Regions from separate parts of the Mus musculus genome. Here regions 2 and 3 are each linked to region 1. Evidence: chromatin contacts called from public promoter capture Hi-C data. All regions are on one chromosome and are shown on one strand. The core of a region is the stretch at or near the end of the contact, and the rest is flanking DNA. Distances in the headings are between cores, read along the strand shown.

Evidence for each region. Promoter capture Hi-C pulls out the DNA fragments that hold promoters and counts their contacts. Capture Hi-C pulls out chosen DNA fragments and counts their contacts.
Region 2: a promoter capture Hi-C map of pre-B cells shows a contact between it and region 1, with 3 times the contacts expected there. The contact joins the promoter of Plekha1 here to the promoter of Abraxas2 in region 1. A contact is called at or near these places in 2 of 39 promoter capture datasets (liver and pre-B cells), 1 of 484 Hi-C or Micro-C datasets (B cells) and 2 of 115 datasets of contacts at active chromatin or transcription factors (large pre-B cells and pancreatic cancer cells).
Region 3: a contact with region 1 is called in a promoter capture Hi-C map of liver, with 2.9 times the contacts expected there. The contact joins the promoter of Acadsb here to the promoter of Abraxas2 in region 1. A contact is called at or near these places in 3 of 39 promoter capture datasets (hippocampal neurons, liver and pre-B cells), 2 of 484 Hi-C or Micro-C datasets (B cells and CD4 T cells), 2 of 115 datasets of contacts at active chromatin or transcription factors (astrocytes and embryonic stem cells) and 2 of 9 other capture datasets (liver and pancreatic islet).

What each region holds. Positions count from the first base shown.
Region 1 is chr7:132,857,798-132,860,610 of GRCm38.p6, forward strand. It overlaps Abraxas2 (BRISC complex subunit), which reads left to right and starts at 1,428. Exons shown (of 9, transcript NM_198017.3): 1 at 1,428-1,536. The coding sequence starts at 1,438.
Region 2 is chr7:130,864,386-130,867,198 of GRCm38.p6, forward strand. It overlaps Plekha1 (pleckstrin homology domain containing, family A (phosphoinositide binding specific) member 1), which reads left to right and starts at 1,339. Exons shown (of 13, transcript NM_001346515.1): 1 at 1,339-1,598. It overlaps Gm5602 (a long non-coding RNA gene), which reads right to left. Exons shown (of 4, transcript XR_869992.3): 2 at 1,762-2,328.
Region 3 is chr7:131,409,251-131,412,063 of GRCm38.p6, forward strand. It overlaps Acadsb (acyl-Coenzyme A dehydrogenase, short/branched chain), which reads left to right and starts at 1,351. Exons shown (of 11, transcript NM_025826.4): 1 at 1,351-1,537. The coding sequence starts at 1,496. Ikzf5 (IKAROS family zinc finger 5) reads right to left here and starts at 1,228. Exons shown (of 4, transcript NM_175115.4): 1 at 1,137-1,228.

The sequences.
Region 1 (2,813 bases), core at 178-2,677:
CTGTAGCCAAGTCTATCAGGGTAGCAGAAGCAGGAATGCAGGGGGAGGGCATGTCGGCGTAGGATTTGGAGGCTGGCCAGGTATAATTGACACCTTATATCTAAACATTACCATGATCATTTCACTGACTGTGTTGAGGATATATTTGCAGGTCAACAGCCTCACTTCATTACCTCGACATTTTGGACTGGTTAATTCTGTTATGAGGCCTTTCCTGAGTTTACCTCCTTCCCCTGGGGTTGGCATTGGAAAATATCTCCTAGCAATGTCAAGCATCCCTTAAGGGCAAAATTGCCACCAACTGGGACTCTGAGAAGTTGTCATAACCAGGAGAGAGAAAATGGTGTTTTGGGTCAGGGTGGCAGATGTGCTGGTAGTGAATCGTAGGACTCAGTATTTTTTTGAAGATCGTTTTAGCTGATCTGATGTAGGGAACAAGAGAAAAGAAGTTGTTAAGGCTAGCTGCAAAGGTTTTTTTTTTTTTTTTAAGATTTATTTATTTATTATATGCAAGTACACTGTAGCTGTCTTCAGACACTCCAGAAGAGGGCGCTAGGTCTCGTTATGGATGGTTGTGAGCCACCATGTGGTTTCGGGGATTTGAACTCAGGACCTTCAGAAGAGCAGTCAGTGCTCTTAACCTCTGAGCCATCTCTCCAGCCCCAGCTGCAAAGGTTTTGATTTGAGTAATTGTCATAAACAGTTTTATTTGCTGAACTTGGAAAAGAAGTGAGAAGTAGCTCTGTAGGGAAATCAGGAGCCCAGCTAGGAATACTGAAGTCTTAGCAAGCTGCAGAAGAAATAGTTCCCTTTTTTTTTTTCTTTCTAAATTTGATAGTTTATTCATTGCTACTTATTTGTTTTTGTCTTCTATGATTTTTGTCAAACTTGAAGGTTTTTGTTTTTGTTGTTTGTTGAAACAAGTCTATGTAGCATTCATTGGCTGGCCTCCGACATGCAACCCTTCTGCCCTTACACGACTTATATTTGAATTGTTTTTGAGTCCAGAATCCAATCGTTTTACCAGCTCCACTACTTCTGACCATAATTCCCCTGTCACTGCACCAGGTGGGGATTATTGTAAATCTCCTTCCCTTCCATTTCTCCTACGCATTAGTCTCAACCAGGCAGGCAAAGTGGTCTGTTCAAGTTGAAATTACATCATGCTGTTCCCAAGTCAAATCTCAACCTGTTCAATTGCTGGAATCATCTCCGGCCTTCCATCCTTCAACTTCATTTGCAGAAGGGACAAACTGGATTATAACAAGGCTGTACAGACAGGCCGGTGTCTGAGGAACACACAAAACTGAAGGTGCTGGTTCTCTTTGATCTGGAATCCTTTACTTCCCTGTCCTAGCTTCGAGTAGCTTGGAGGACTTCATTTCCCAGGATGCTCAGCGGCGGGGCGTCCGGAAGGCTGTGCACCCTCCGCGGGGCATGATGGGGGAGGTGGAGATTTCCATCATGGCGGCTTCCATTTCGGGCTACACCTTCAGCGCTGTGTGTTTCCACAGCGCCAACAGCAACGCCGACCACGTAGGTGCCGGGCCCCCTGCCGTGGCCGCTGGGGCCTTCGGCTTCCTCCTCAGGCCGGCGCCTGCGGCCAAGCGACGACCGCTGGAGGCTCGGCCTTCAATCCCCGGGACAAACCGATGAGCTGGTGACCCAGGCGGCTCCCGCCCCCTTCCAGCTCCTGCACCCCGCGGGCCCTTCTCTGGCGCTCTCGGCCTCGGGCGGGTCCTGGCACAGCTGTTCTCAGTCCAAAGGACCTAAAGCGCCCGGCCCCGCCAGTGTCAGGAGTCGCCTAGCCAAAACTGGGTGCCTACCCCTCGCTGAGAATCGCGCTTCCAGACTTGAGTGCCTTGGGTCGGGATGGAGTTCAAAGGTCTGGGTTGTAATCTAGGAGAGGATCCAAGTTCTGACCCCCGGCCACACGGGTCGTCGTGTCTGTCACCGTTCATACTTATCAGATGTGGCTGTTTGGATTTTTTTTTTTTTCACCCCAGTGGAAAATGGAGAATGTGAATAGGCTCGTTAGGTGCAGAGTCTTGTTTGCACTTCCTCAAAGTTGCCTGTTTAGTTCCTCAGCGAGTGTTCTAATCCCCGGAACTTGTCTTAAGAGGGAAGTGACAGGCCCACTTATGAGCGATCAGAAATGTACAGGCCATGGAGTCCATAGGACTCTTCGGTGTCTTTATTTTACGAATTGCCTTTCAATGCCGTTGACCTCTGGAAATTATTTGTGAAATAGGTGCTTTTACAGGACATTACTCTCCCACCAATTAGCGGTTTGTGTGTGTGTTGTTGTTATTGGTGAACGATTTAAATTCATTGAATAAGAGATGGGGCTTTTTGTGGTTGTCATTATAAAAACAGTAGTTAGAAGGGAAACTGGATTTGGTTTGATGTCACTGATCTTCGATTCCATTAATAAAGACTGATTCTGAGAGGCGATTCCATGAGTATACTGAGTGGAATGAATTTACTGTTCTTTTCATCTCTGCAGTGTTGATGGCAGAGATTACTGATAGGAATATATTCAGCATTGTTCTGCTTTTTTTCCTAAAGCCAGCTCTGACCTACTAGCCTTCAGTATTGCAGCTAGCTCTTAATACTGTAAGTGGTTGTAAAGTTCCTAGCGTCCATGGACTGCAGTTACGAGTTCAGGGTGCTTATTTATTCTGTTTTAGAGAGTACCTAGGAATGTCATAGTTTGTGTATAAGACAAGATTATTATAAAGATAAGAAACTTGGACAGTATTTCTAGAAACTGCCATAGTTCCGTTTCTTCACTTGTTATTTATTCTTTGTTG
Region 2 (2,813 bases), core at 89-2,588, 2.0 Mb before region 1:
CCTACCCTACCAGGATGAACCATGCAGACCCTCAACCTGTGAGCCAGAATAAGCCCATCCTAACTTAATTGCTTTTCTCTGTTACAGATTTGCAAACAGCCAATTCGTTATGTACATTCTAATCACTCCCAATGGAATCTCCTAGGGCTCCAAGGGCTGAAAAGCCAGGAATTTCTTTCAGATCTTCAAGCCAAGGAAAGTTAGCTCAAAAAACCTGAGAAAATCAGGTGACATTTGGATTTTTATGTGAAAACTTTTTTTAAAACTTCATCTATACATTCAGTTAAATCAGCAAAAGCCCAGTGCATGGGCCAAATGAAAGGGCTGCGCTGGCAACTCTATGGACTCTTTCAACCAGTCTGTAGATAAGGAAAGGAGTCTTCTTGCTCCCACCTGAAGAAGAGCCAGATGGCCCTCAGCAAGGCTGTGTAGCTGAGATTTCTAAGAAGGTAAGGTGCTGATCGTCTTCGATGTTGGAGATTTGAGGTGGAGAGTCAGCACGGGCAGTTTGCCAGTTCTACCCCTCCAGTCTCTCATCTAGCATAGCCTAGTTGTCCCACGTACACGACAGAGGAACCTTGTCATGAGAAAGGTTGATAAAACACTCTCAAGTGAGAGGGCATGATCCCCAGCTGTGCAGGATACAAACCCCCAAACGTTTATTGAGAGCCTCAGTGTGTGTCACTCACTGGGAAAAGTGGGGTATGTAATTCTCTCCCAGTTCTTTTGCATGTTTAAATATCTCACCTTCTTCAGGTTTCAGCTGAAATATCTCTTCCTTAGAGAATGCTGCTGGACAGGACATCCTCTCTGAAGCCTGCCTCCCTATCTCTATCTCTGAAGCTCATTCTTTTCTTCCACTTATTAAAATGTATAAGGATTGTATTTTGTAAAGGGCTAGCTCCCCTTATGAAACACAGGCTCCACGAGGGCAGGGACTTCATACACTGAGGTTGCTCAACAAATAGGCTGAATATTTTAAAATATCTCCTTGAAAGAGTTTTGAGCAATCCTTTTAAATTTCCTTGGCCTCTTGCATTAATACCACTATTTTAAGGATGAGGTGAAATTGCATTTTGAGAAAGAAATGGTTAGGAGCAAAAAACTGGTGCACAACCAGTGAATTTTATGTTTCTTGTACCCACTATGGGACAGCTTGCAAATTATCTGCAAAGGAACCAAACCTATTTTTAAAGATCCCTGTGCCTCGCAGCTCTAGGTGATGACATCAGAGAACCTCTAGTTCCACGTCCTAAGCCGAGCCTCGTGGTCCTCAAAAACTGCAAGCCCCAGGATGCAGCGCGGCATGGGGAACCCAGCGCCCCGCGCGCGGCCGCGAGCCACCACCCTGGAACTAGGAAGACGCCCGATTCCTTTGCCCGCCACGCCGCCGGGCGTGCGCGGAGCCTGTCGGGACTTGTAGTGTTCGCGGTAGGGAGTGCCCGCTCCGGAATCTCAGTCGCTGTCTGGTCTGGTAGAGGCAGCGCGTGCACGCGTGCGCAGTGCGCGGGCGGGCCGTCGTGGGCGCCGCTCCCGGCAGCTGGGTGCCTGAAGGAGCCGGGACCGCGGTGGCGCGGGTGCTCCGGGCGGAGGCCGCGGTAAAGTGGGGCATGAGGTGTGCAGCTCGGGTGTGCGTGTGTGGAAGGGGAAAGCGGGGCGAGGAAGGCAAGGCTGAGGCGGCCACCGGCTGCTGAGGGGGGCGCGGGGCCGCGCCTCCTCGCGCGTCCGCGGGCGCGCGCACCTGGGCGAGGCCGGACTCACCTGTGCGCGGGTTCCTCTGCGCCCGACGCCAGCCCTGCGGGTCCCCGCCAAGGCCCACAGCCCCTGGTGTCCTCGCTGCCGTCGCCGTGGCTCGGCCCCTGTCGGGGATCCCGGTGGCGACGCCTGTCGGAGCGGCGCGCCTCCAGGGCCGTGTCCGCCCCATCCGCGCCGCTCGCTCCCGCACAGCCCGGCTTCCCCGCGTGTGCGGACCGAGAGAGTGGCAGGGTTGGGAGTGCCCTGGCCAAGGTCAGGCGGGTGGGACCCGAGAGGCGCCTGAACTCTGGGTTCGGGACTTGGAAGAGGGCTGCCCTGCTCGGCTTCTGGTTCCTTTCGGATGCTTTCTATTGACCCTCCCGGGAGAGTGTCCGGGGAGAAAGTGGTGTCAGGTTGAAAGCGCCCTGCTGCTGTTCGCGGTGCTCCGCTTTTGGTAGAATCCTCGTTCTGCTCGACACCCAAGCTGAGGCTCCACCGAGGGCCGAGTAAATTCAGAAACTGATGTTGTCTGGGACCGAGTCCCGAGGACAGGTTTAAGGAACAGATACCAGGTAGTTTATGGCATTTCGTTTTCTAGTTCGCCTTCCCGTTCTTTCTAATACTTGCTTGGATGAGTTGGTCGTTATCTATCTTAATAAGATTTTCTGTACTCTTGTGAAGTCGTATTGCCCTTTGTAAATTAGTTTTCTAACCAGAAAAGCTTATTTCCTGTGTGTTTAATGACCGGAACAAATAGCCCACTCCAAGGTTTATACCATTGTCTTAAGACTGTAGAGTGATCTGCTCTCTAGCTTCCAGGCTTTTTACGTTGACGGCCACTGGACGAATCTGTAGCGAAGTTTAGAAGAGTGTTAAGTGACTCAGACGCTTTGGAAGTAAAATGAAAAACCATTTTTAGTTTACAGCTGGAGATGAACTATTATTTCAAAAATAGTAACACGAATTTTGAATACAGTGCGTCTTAGTTTATCTTACCAACAAACTTGTGGCAAACCATTTTCCCTCAAATTTAAATATTCCATATTCTGGACCAACTCTTCTACAGAAAGTTGATTTTC
Region 3 (2,813 bases), core at 101-2,600, 1.4 Mb before region 1:
ACTGGTCATTTACTTTTAACAAAAAAACTTCAATGCCATTCATATATAATATGCTAATTTCAAGAGATGCCAGGCTTAATGTTGCTGAATAAGTCCAGTTGCACATAAAAGTACATTAGCTCTATCGCCAGGGAAATATATGTAACAACCACCAGGACTCAACCACGGCATATCTGAAGCCCATCTTCAGTGTCCCACAGTACAACAGTTACGGTTTCCTGGGAAACACGGGACCCTTACAGGAAAAGAACTTCAAACATCCCAGTTCCCCCGCAAGGAACTTCCAAGAAAACGTTCATCCTCAGCTGTGCTGAAGACAACATAAACTCAAGACAAAGTCTTACAAGTAGTCCAGATGTTTTAAGCAGCTGTTTTCATGCTGTGTCTTCTAAGTGTAATTTCCCTGGACCTCACAACTTCAGAAGTCTTCATGTCCGTTCTCACTCCTCTGTCCGGTTCTGACCAGCACACAAAGGAGTCATTAAAGAGGCCATGTGGTTACTGGCAGCTACCACTGACTATACTTAGGATCTACAGTTAGACAGACAGCACTTGGACGCTTAGCTGAGGAGGAGCCACATTGAGCATCCAAGAACATTCCCGACAGTCGATCGATGATGAATCGATCGGGGACAGAAATCTTGAATGAGTCGGAAGATCCTCCCCAGCCTCACCTGTTCCCAACATTGGAAAGTACAGGCAGTAGACGCCAGGTCATGAGAGAAAGAAAACTCCTTCCCAACAGCAGCCCGGGGTTAACACCCTATCCAGGATACACCGGGGTTGCTGGGGTCGACTTTGGCACCCCGAGAATGCACTACACAGGGATGCTCCCTGCGATCGCCACCTGTCAAAGCCGGAGACAGCTCCCCACCCTGAGCTCCGAGCTGCGGCCCGACGGCGCCGACTCGCTCGCGAGCCTCCGGGCGGCGCACCCAGTCACTTACGAGCCCAAGAGAGTCCCGAGTCACCACGCTGGCAGCCCACGGGGCACGCAGGACCCTCCGCTGTGGCCAAGGCGAAAGCGGTGTTAGCCGGCTAGCAATGAACCCGGCACTTTACCTTCCGCCATTCCGTCAACGTGCCCTGAGTAACCGTAGCGCCGCCGTGGAAGCTGACCGCCCCCCGTGACTCACCTCCTGACAACCGCACCGAGGAATCCCCACAGCCCTTTTCACTGCCGTCGCCGCCACCGCCACCGCCTCAGCGTTCGTCAGCGTCGCAGCTGTAGCCGCCATATTTGTTGTGTCTCCGCTCCCTTCCCGCCCGCCCCACGCCTTGCCCAAGTCTCGCGTGAGCGTGCTGCAGGGAGCAAGGAGAGAATTATGTCTCTCCTGGGGTTCCGTAGGCGGCAGTGGGCGGGGACTCAAAGGGGTGTGTGAGGGGCGGATGCTCGGAGTGGGCAGGGCCCGAGCTTGCCAGGCCGAGGGAGTCTTGCGCAAGGGTTCGTGGAAAGCCTTGCGAGCTTAACAGGGCCACCCTGCCCGAAGCGAGGATGGCGGTCTCTGCGCTCCAGCTGTGGCGTATGGGCGGGCTGGTGAGTGGGGTCGGTCGAAGCGACCGTCTCAGGAGGCCTGTGGCCACACTGATTCCTGGCGACGTCATCTTTTCCTAATGGGCTGGGGGTCTGGGAGGCTGGTGGAGGGGGCTGAGCCTGGGGCTGGGTCTCCACAGACCCTTCACCTCCGTCTGGTTTTCCTTCAGGATCCGTCCCAGCTCATGCCACATTTCCCCGGATGATGATGATGATTTTTTTGTTTTGTTTTTTGGGGTTTTTTTTGTTTTTGTTTTTGTTTTGTTTTTTTTTTTTTTCGAGACAGGGTTTCTCTGTATAGCCCTGGGTGTCCTGGAACTCACTCTGTAGAGCAGGCTGGCCTCGAACTCAGAAATCTGCCTGCCTCTGCCTCCCGAGTGCTGGGATTAAAGGCGTGCGCCACCATCACCCAACCGATAATGATGATTTTTAATGACTAAAATCTAGGCCTGCTTGTCGAGCCTATTGACACTCTCTTCCCTTCAGCAGCCCAGCTGGAAGGGACCTCTCATATTTCTGGGTCTTAACCATTCAGGGAAGGAATTTCTTAGGCTTTATCTCACTGCGGGGATCTGACCAGCTCCCTTAGATTCTGAGGAGCCCAAAAGCCCATTCTAGTCCTCTTCCTCAAACTTGGTCTGAGGCCAGCCTCTTGTCTCACCAGGATGTTTCTGGCCTCCCTTTGCTCTCTCGGATTTCCTGAGCTTGGAATTAGGACACACAGTACAGTGCAGATGACAGCATCTGTCAGAATAACAGAAGACACTCTGACCAGTCAGAGGGGGCAATGGGTTGAACCATGAGCAAACCTACGTTAGCTGGACTTGGTGCTATTTCTTCAGGTGCCTGAAAGAGACAGCTTTCCTGGAGGATGTTTCTCTACTTAGGCGATTGACGAGCCCATTTAGCTAACTTTGAAGTGAAAGGACAGTTGGGTGCCTTTGCTGTGGTTGTAGTTAGCTGGAAACCCTCCAGCTAAATAGTAATCTTAAAATTTCCTCGGGCAGATGTTAAGTCTCAAGTCTCACCCATTATTCTGGCGAGCAATCAAAATCCTGCAGTATTTATTCCCGGTTTTACAAGCTACTGATGAGAGGAAGTAGCTTGTAAACGGTGAAGCAAGTCTGCACCTCTTTGCCTCACATTGTAGATAATTAACGTTATTTTATTGTTTTACAAGCTTGGGGTGTTTAGGAAATTAATAAAGTTGTGTTAGTGTATTGTCACAAAGGATTAGAAATGGGTTCTTGTGATTATTATTTAATACTGTTTAATAATT